Linked DNA regions of Mus musculus: region 2 is linked to region 1. A link is a contact called in public HiChIP or PLAC-seq data. All regions are on one chromosome and are shown on one strand. The core of a region is the stretch at or near the end of the contact, and the rest is flanking DNA. Distances in the headings are between cores, read along the strand shown. Region 1 has its middle 19 kb from the start of Tcf20. Region 2 holds the start of Serhl (serine hydrolase-like).

What was found. HiChIP or PLAC-seq counts read pairs in DNA pulled down with a chosen protein or histone mark.
Region 2: a contact with region 1 is called in an H3K4me3 HiChIP or PLAC-seq map of embryonic basal ganglia, with 2.1 times the contacts expected there. The contact joins the promoter of Serhl here to the enhancer-like site in region 1. A contact is called at or near these places in 2 of 39 promoter capture datasets (cranial neural crest and hippocampal neurons), 1 of 484 Hi-C or Micro-C datasets (forebrain), 6 of 115 datasets of contacts at active chromatin or transcription factors (embryonic basal ganglia, embryonic midbrain, embryonic stem cells and 3 more) and 2 of 9 other capture datasets (adipose tissue and liver).

Annotation. Positions count from the first base shown.
Region 1 is chr15:82,928,594-82,932,916 of GRCm38.p6, reverse strand. It overlaps a transcript of Tcf20 not described here. Among named protein-coding and RNA genes, the nearest start is that of Tcf20, 19 kb to the right of the region's middle. Within about 2 kb of position 2,651, at least 31 of the 459 cell types and tissues checked have an H3K27ac peak or open chromatin away from gene starts, as enhancers often do. A contact at or near this core is called in embryonic basal ganglia, where this site is marked.
Region 2 is chr15:83,098,950-83,102,939 of GRCm38.p6, reverse strand. Serhl (serine hydrolase-like) reads right to left here and starts at 2,735. Exons shown (of 12, transcript NM_023475.3): 1 at 2,593-2,735; 2 at 1,147-1,296; 3 at 955-1,068; 4 at 600-641; 5 at 296-315; 6 at 1-6. The coding sequence starts at 2,596.

The DNA.
Region 1 (4,323 bases), core at 1,402-3,901:
ATCAGAGGGCTCAAACTCAGCGGAGTGTGGGGAGGCTCAGTGTGTGTGTGTGTGTGTGTGTGTGTGTGTGTGTGTGTATCTCTGTGTGAGAGTTGGGGAGTACGTGGGGTGTGTGTGTACTTGAGAGAGAGAGAATATGTGTGTGTGTGTGTGTGTGTGTGTGTGTGTGTATGTACTGGAGAGAGTATTTGTGGTGTATTTGTGTGGTGAGCATGTGTGTGAGTGTGTGTGTGTGTATATGTGTGACTGTGTATGTGTATGCACTTGAGAGAAAGAAAAATGTATATTTGTATGTGGTATGTGTGTGGTGAGCATGTGTATGAGTGTGTGTGTATGTATATGTGAGTGTGTGTATATGTGTACATATGAGTGTGTGTGTATTCATTGGTTTGTTTTTTCATTCATTTATTCATTCCTAAATGTTTTGTGCCTACACAAACTTTGGGTCATACAGCTCTGTAGAAGTTGAAATAGAGGCTCAGCAGGTCAAGCCAGACACTGAGTGTGGTTCTCTGGACTCTTGTATTGGAAGGAGAGAGCCGATTCTTCTAACTTGTCCTGTGACACGTGTGTCCACCCATACAAAAGAAATAACCATAATAAATCTTTTTTTTTTTTCTGGTTTTTCGAGACAGGGTTTCTCTGTATAGCCATGGCTGTTCTGGAACTCAATTTGTAGACCAGGCTGGCCTCGAACTCAGAAATCTGCCTGCCTCTGCCTCCCGAGATAAATCTTTTTTTTTTTTTTTTAAAGCTGAAGTCTAGGCTATGAGGTTTGATTTTTGAGTGTGTCCAGGGTATTCTGGGTCCTCCAGTAAACTAGCTAGGAGATGTCAGTGCTTGTCCCTGAGTGGTCAGAAGGATATAAAGTACATTACTAAGCCTGAACACAGTAGGCCTTACGCTGTGAGACGCTGCTCTCTCCATCCCCGCTCCTCACTGCCCTTCAGGAAACACCAGCACACTGACTATGGCTTCACTGTGCTCTGAGCTGTCTCACACTGCCTCCAGTTTCAGCAGCAGGGCCTGAAGGTCAGATGGGTTCCTGGCCAGACACTAGACACCTGAGTGGTCCCCCCCCCCCCATGGGCCTCCACCCCACCCCAACTACCAGACCAGGGCTCTACACATAATAGACACTTAATACATGTTTATGGAATTGAATTAACGATAAAACGAGATAATGGCCTGGAAGGAGCCTGAGTTGTTAGGAGGGAATGCACAGCATAAAAACCAGGCATATTTTTTTAAGCAGATTAATCTGGTCTTAACTCATTCTAATAGCTTGCGCCCCTATTGGCCAAGGCCATTATTATAATATACGGCCAGGGCCAGGGAGCTGGAAGATAGCTGGTGCCTCAAAGTTCACTTCCTGGAGGATGGCACTGCACAATGCTTCCCAGCTGACCTGACTGGGGCTCAAAGAGTCTGTGGGTCCAGCCTAGGGTCATCGATGGGCAAGGGAGAGCCATCAAAATCCACCTTGGAGGTCTCTGGCTTATCTATGAACAGCAGCTAATGTAAGAGCCTGCTCGGGAGGTCTAGATTTCTACAACGATGGCATTTTATGTGCCCAGCACTGGCAGGGCCAGAGCTGCTAGATTCTCATCCCTATGGGCTTCTACACCTGTGCTCCACCAGCTCCAGAGTCAGAAGTTGAGTCCAGTCTTCAGAATGCACAGACCCTAGACAGGGAGGCATGAGGCTGATACCAGTTCTCCACACTTTAGTCTAAATTCACATCCTAGTGAGGGCTGGGATCTGAGGCACCAGGAGATCAATCAGTGGGCTCCTGGAGGAGTGGTCCAGCTTCGGTGTGCGTAGATGCGGCAGATTCCTCACGTAGTGGCCGGGCAGTCATCCTCCTTGCAGGTCCTTGGTTCAGATCCTGCGTGTGGATGGAAGACTGGATATTGGGAATAGTCTTAGTTCTTTTTCTGTTACCATGATAAAATAATCTGGCAAAGGCTATTGGGGGGAGAAACGGTTTGTTCTGGCTCCCAGTTCAAGGTAGGAAGTCAAGATTGAAGAAGCTGGTCATATTCTGTCCATAATCAGGAGACAGGGAGGTGAATCCACACATGTGCGCAGTTGGGTTTCTCTGGTTTACCCAGTCCAGGCTCTCCTGACCAGGAAATGGTCCTGGCCACAGCTAAAATGGGGTTTTCCCCCCTATCCAATAATCAAGATAACCACCACAGACATGCCCAGAGGCTGCGCTTTCAGGCGATTCTAGATTTTATCAAGACAGTTCACACTACTCACCTCCGGAACTGTGGCTGGACTGGAGTAGGTGAGTCTCAGGTGGTGACCAGAGGCCATTCTTAACCTGACCACCCAGGGAAGGACGGTGGCTGGGATCCCTAGTTGTGTGTGACTGGCCCCAGATGTATGTCATAGCTGTGGCAGGGGCTGTGCGGTGTGACTGTCCTGCAGCTTAACAGGAGCTTTCCTGTGTTGTCACTAAGGCCCACCTTTGCCATTATATGACTCCAGTCGGTGCTCAGGCCTGGGTTCCTCATCTGAAACATCCAAACAAGTATACTGTCCTCTCTTTGAGGAGGACAGCAACAGTGACTAAGGTGTCCGGTGCAGCCTCGGGCACAAGGGAGGTTCCCTCCAACGGTGACATTTCCCTGCTCCCATCTGCTGATTTGATTTGATTTGATTCGGAGCTCAGCCAGAGGTGTGTCTCCCATAATCCACAGGGCACCGAAGGTCACCAAGGTGGCCTGTGAATCATTCGTTTTTATGGCTAATAGAAGGAGAAGGACATTTCCCTTCTGGAGGCTTCCCCTCTTCAGAGTTCCCGGGAGAAGCTGCCTGAGTGTGGGGGTCCCCTACTTGTCCCCCTTGTTGCTCCCCACCTGCCTCTTAGCAGGTGGACTATGCTCAGCTGCTGGCCCAGCCTGGCAGGGCGGCTGCAGCTTTAATCAGCCATCGTGCCGCTTTCCTTGGAGAGAGAAATTGCAGGTGGCAACTCGTAATTTCCCAGGCTTCTCCCTCTCATTAATTTCTCCCTGCAAAATGGAGGCTTTCTGCTGAGCCGGGAATTGGCAGCAGAGCGCGGCATCTCTGGCCCAGCCATGCTCTCTTGCTCACAGTGGGGGCGGGGCCAGCTCCTGTGCTCACACTGTTTGCCATGCCCCCCTGGCAGAGGCCAGAGGTTTATTCTGTGTTCAAATTGGCTTGCCGAGCCCCACCAGGTCTGGAAAATTGCTTGGTTCACCCTGTGCTCACTGCTCTCTCTCTCTCTCACTGATGGTGAGGGGAGGTGGCGACCTGCCAGAGTTAGCTGTGAACTGTGAAGGGGGCAGAAGTCTCTGAGTGCCCAGGATCCCCCACCACTTCTACTGTACCTCCATTTCTACTGGTGTGGGCTTGAGGAATGTCTGTGCCTCGCTCTTGAAGGGCTCTTCTCCTTCCAGAACTTAGGACCTGCAGGAGAGTGAGCAGCAGGGAGACAGATGGTGCCCTGATGGCCGGCTTGAGAGTAGAGAGAGCAGAGGTTGAGTGGCCTTGGAAGCCAGAGGCTAGGAGAATGGGTGGAAGGTGGGTGCAAAGAAGTTCTGGCCCTGGGACAGCCAGGGAACAGACACTCTGATGTCCTCTGTCCCTACATGTCAGATGAGCAGCTGCCTGGGTGTAAGACTGGGTGCTCACAGAGTGATCCAGGTATCCAGACGAAGAGTTTGATCTTCCCTGGTGACCAGGAGCTGTCTGGTCAGATGGGCCATGTAGAGACACCTGCGGATGGCCAGTGTGGTCGGTGGGAAGGGATACATGAAGATCCTGAGGGGTCCTGGGAGCTGAGGTTCCCAGGTGAGCCCCAGAGCCACTGTGGGAAGGAGCAGAGAGCTGGGAGGAGGGGGGAAGGCGTGGTCCTTATCTAGAGGAAGTAATCACTGCTCGTGTGAGTCAGGAAACTGGGGCAGCCGGTTTACTCATCCTCAGTGTAGCCTCGGGAGGGGTGCTCTGGAGAGGTGAGGTGAGGTGCGCTTTGCCTGGACTTTGTAAACTGCATGGGGGGGGGGTCCTGGGAGTATTCAGCTTAGGTCTTGCTGTCCCTACCCCATGGGTGATCAAGGAGAATGCTGCTGAGTGTCCAGAGTTCCCCACCACAGGCTGTGCGTTCTCCGGGAGGTCTCTGAGCCTCTCAGAATCTGGTTCCTAGTTTGAAAAGGGCCCAGGTTGTAGGGATAAACAGATCTCAGAGCACAGGCTGCTGCTGGACTCTCTGTTTGGAGGTGTGTACGCTATCAGCCCAAATCCGGAGCCTCTCAACATTGAGAAGGTCACTGTAGAACTGCATTCCTCAGTTTC
Region 2 (3,990 bases), core at 1,486-3,985, 170 kb before region 1:
GGCGAACTAGAGAGGGACAACAGAGAGAGGGACAAGTGAGTGGGTGGGGAAGGCACAGATTTCACCAGAACAGGAGACTTCTGTCCCTCCAGCGTGGTCCTCTCAGACCTGCCTGTAGACCCCAGTAACCCTGGTCTTAGGAGTCCTGGGGATGACAGTCAGGACAGCAGAAACTCTCCAAGGGACCTTCACTAGGACACAGTGTGTGTGGAAAGTGACTCTCGCTAAGGAGGTGTGGGACTCTTCCTATCTTACCTTCTGCTTGTCCCCACAAGGTCCCCAGCCAGTAACTCACCGTGCCACCCACACAGCCACCTGCCAGACAAAAGAGCAGTGGTGACATTCTGTGTGGCCCCCCTCCCCAGATCCCAGTACCCTCCTCCCAAGCTCTTTCCTGGGGGGGGGGGGGTGTCCCATCCCTAGTTCCTTTCCCACCATGGAGTTGAGACTCGGTCTCTAGAACTGTACGGTAAGCATTAGATGACTCTCTCACCCCTCTCCTCAGAGGGGCAGGGAAAGGCACCAGGTACCACAGTGTCAAGTTCTCTCTTTCCTACAGCTCTCCCCCCGAACTCAGGTTCCGCCTTAGGCTGACTCACCAAAACTGTGGCCCAGGAGGGTGAACTGATTCCACTTAAAGGCTGAAAACACAAAGGCAGAAAGGAGGTTTGCACAGCCCAGCCTTACTCTGTCCTTTATCCCTGTGCCCTGGGGCTTGGGACTCCCTCCAAAGACCTGCAGCAGCCCCACCCTGACCCCCACACGACCCCTGCAGGAGACCCACTAGGACCCACTAGCTTCACTGTGGGATGCTCCTAGCGGAAGAGCAGGCTCTTTTCAGGGGCCAGGAAACCGGAAGCAGAAACCCCAGGTATCCGTTCCCAGGCCAGTCCTGCCTCCCAGATACTGCATCCTACTCCTAGGATGAGAGATACTATGGGGGCTCTGGCTCACCTGTTGCCACCCTTCGGACCTCACTCACAAAATTTTGCTGGTAGTACGGGAGGCCTGGGTTGTAATGGGACGAGAGCCCGTGGCCTCCGAAATCCATAGCCATGTAACAGAAGTCTGCAGCAGGGAAGAGGAAGAGAGGGGCTCGGCATGGCTGCCGTCACCCCTCCACGGCCCTTCAGCCCACGGCCCTACCTTGGGGAAGAAGAGGAATGAGCCTGTCAAAGGAGTTGGCGTTGTCCAGCCAGCCGTGTAAGCAGAGAACTGGAGGGTTCTTCTGGGAGCCCCAGACTTTGAGAGCAATGTGGCCCCAGGGCACAGCCAACTTCAACTCTGAGTGCAAACCTGCAAGGCAGATCTGGTCTGTCAACCCCTGCATCCAGGAATCCGGCACTTCCTAAGCCCCTATGAGTGCACCAAGAGGCACAGGCGCCTGAGCTACTGGCCTATGTCTAAGCTTTAGACAGACTGATTGCCAGATAACAGGGAAAGACAGCTTGGGTCCCCTGGATGAGAAAGATCTGAATAGGTTTTTCAGGATATAGCTCATTGGTTTTTAGGGCAGAACTGGAAGGAGTAGGTTGGGGGCTGCCGGCTTGAACCCTGACACTTGTGGGCTGTATGACCTTGGCTTGCCTAAAACCTCTCCATCTTCAGTTTCCCTTTCTGTTAAACAGGAGCAAATAGAGAATAATGCCTCATAACTATATGGGACCCATTCCAAGAGCCCCTGTAGATACCTGAAACTTCAAGCAGTAACAGACCCCATACACTGAATGCTACCTATAACAATAATTATACATGCCTGTTATCCCAGCCCTTAAAAGGTAGACATGGATAGACGATAAAACATTGTCTCATAAAACTTCAAATCAACAAAATAAAACAAATATACTACAATTTGTGCAGCACTGACTCTAAAATATTATTATGAGAACCAAGTGTATTAATCACACCTATAAGCCTAGCCTAGTCCTGAGGAGGTAGAGGCAGGAGGATTTCGGCCACTTAAGGATAGGCTGGTCTAGGGAGTTCCAAGCCAGCTAAAGCTACATACAGTAAAATGGCTGAGGGTTTTAAGACACTACTCAGAGTACCATGCTGCTCAAAACTGGTCTGTGCCCTCACATTTTGGACCTTAGGAAACTGAACCCTTGGAAATCGAAACTGGGAGATCACCGTGGCCAGCTTTTCCTATACCTTCGGAGCCGATGCCAGACACTTTATACTCTATCTATCTATCTATCTATCTATCTATACACCGTGAGTTGGAGAGTTGGGCCACTGCTGTTCTCAGTGCACAGATCACGAAACTGAGGCACAGGAAAGGGAGAAGGGGAGGAAGGAGAGGGGGAGAGAGTCAGCTTGACTCCAGGGCTCCATCTGGGCCTCTTCAAGTCAGATGTGCTCCAGAGCTGACCTTCTGCTGCTGTTGGACCCAAAGAGCAACCCCAAATAGCAGCCTAGGACTCAGCGGCCATCAGGAGCCCCGAGTCTGGCTCTGCTAGATCCCAGTGCTGCCCACTGAGCCTGGGAGAGGGCGATGAGCGTCCACTCCACCAGCTCAAGTAAGCGAGTGGGAGCACTCGTCGGCCTCCCCCTTCCCACTCCAATCTAAGGGGCCCTGAGGGACATTTTCACCCATTGCTCTGGTCGGTGAGGCTGTCACTCCTCGCTGAGGAGGTCACAGGAACTGGAAGGACTCAGAAGCTCACGCCCCGCCTCTTGCGTCCCGCTCAGGACTTTCCCTCCAGGTCCTTCCCGTCCCCACCGGCTTCCGTCTCCTTAGCCCCAGTTTTAGCGCCAGCCCCGCCCCTTCAAGCGACACCGCCCACCGAGGCCCCGCCTTCCTGCGGCCGGCCCGGGACTTTCAGGAGGATCTCAGGGCTGCTCAACTCCTGGCACATTGCTGTGCTGCTACGGTGGGATGGTGTCAGAGCTAGCAGAGAAGTAAGTCTCTGGAGGACAAGCTTTGACAGGCTCAATACCTGGGCATCCCCGCATGATTACCACGAGCTAGACAAGGCCCCGGTGGCCCCACAGTGAGGAAAGCTCCCTCGAGGATCCTCTCTGATTCCCACAGAAATGAGACGACTGTTTCACAGTGTTTCATGCCTCCCCACCGTGTCCCCACGGTGGCTGCGGTCCCTCAGCAGTGCCTGGCGCTATCCAGCTTTGATAATTGATTGCACGGCCTGAATGAATAAATGAATGTATAAAGCGAGGGCTCTGGCAGAAACCATCCCCAGGCAAGGAAGGACTGAAAACAGTTTCAGTCCCGAGAAGAACTCAGAGTCAGACTGTGGGCACGGGGTGCATTCAGGAGGCTGGGAAAGGCCTGTGGGTTTTTGGAGGCCAGCCTGGAATACACTGCAGGACTCTCCAATGACCAAAACTCATCCTAAAGCTAACCCTAGCAATCCAATCACAAACATTCCTAAAATGGACACATACAAGCACTACCTTTTAAATTAAAAGCAGAAATCTTGAGCTTTTAAATTTACCAGGTGGGCTCTCTGGAACAGCGGGAGATATTCCCTATCATTGTTGTAGCTGGCGAACCACAGACCTGGGCACTGAGCGGAATCAGTGTGGTGAGTTCCCCAAAGGGGTGACAGGGCAAACCCTGAGCATCACAGGCTGTAGTAAGGGGAGGGAGGGGAGGCTGGGCAGAGCCACTGTGGAGAGAAATTTGAGGCTGAAAAATAGGCCAACGTAGATGAGGGGCTGGAAAATGGGGCCGCCTGGTTGTGACAGGACTTTTCTGAGTGGTTTCACTCAGAGGTTAGGAGCTGGGAACACACCACGCTTTTCTGTTCTATTCTTTGGTTTTTGGAGACAGGGTTCGAACTCACTCCATAGCTGAGGGTGACCTTGAATTGAGCCGCCTCCCTCCCTCTCCAGAACACTGGGGTTGCACGCCTGGTTTATGCACTGCTGGGGGTCAAACACGTGGATGCATGCATGCCAGGCAAACATTCTACCAACTGAGCTACATCCCCAGCCCTTTGAGAACACTTCTGTTGGGTCCAATCAGTG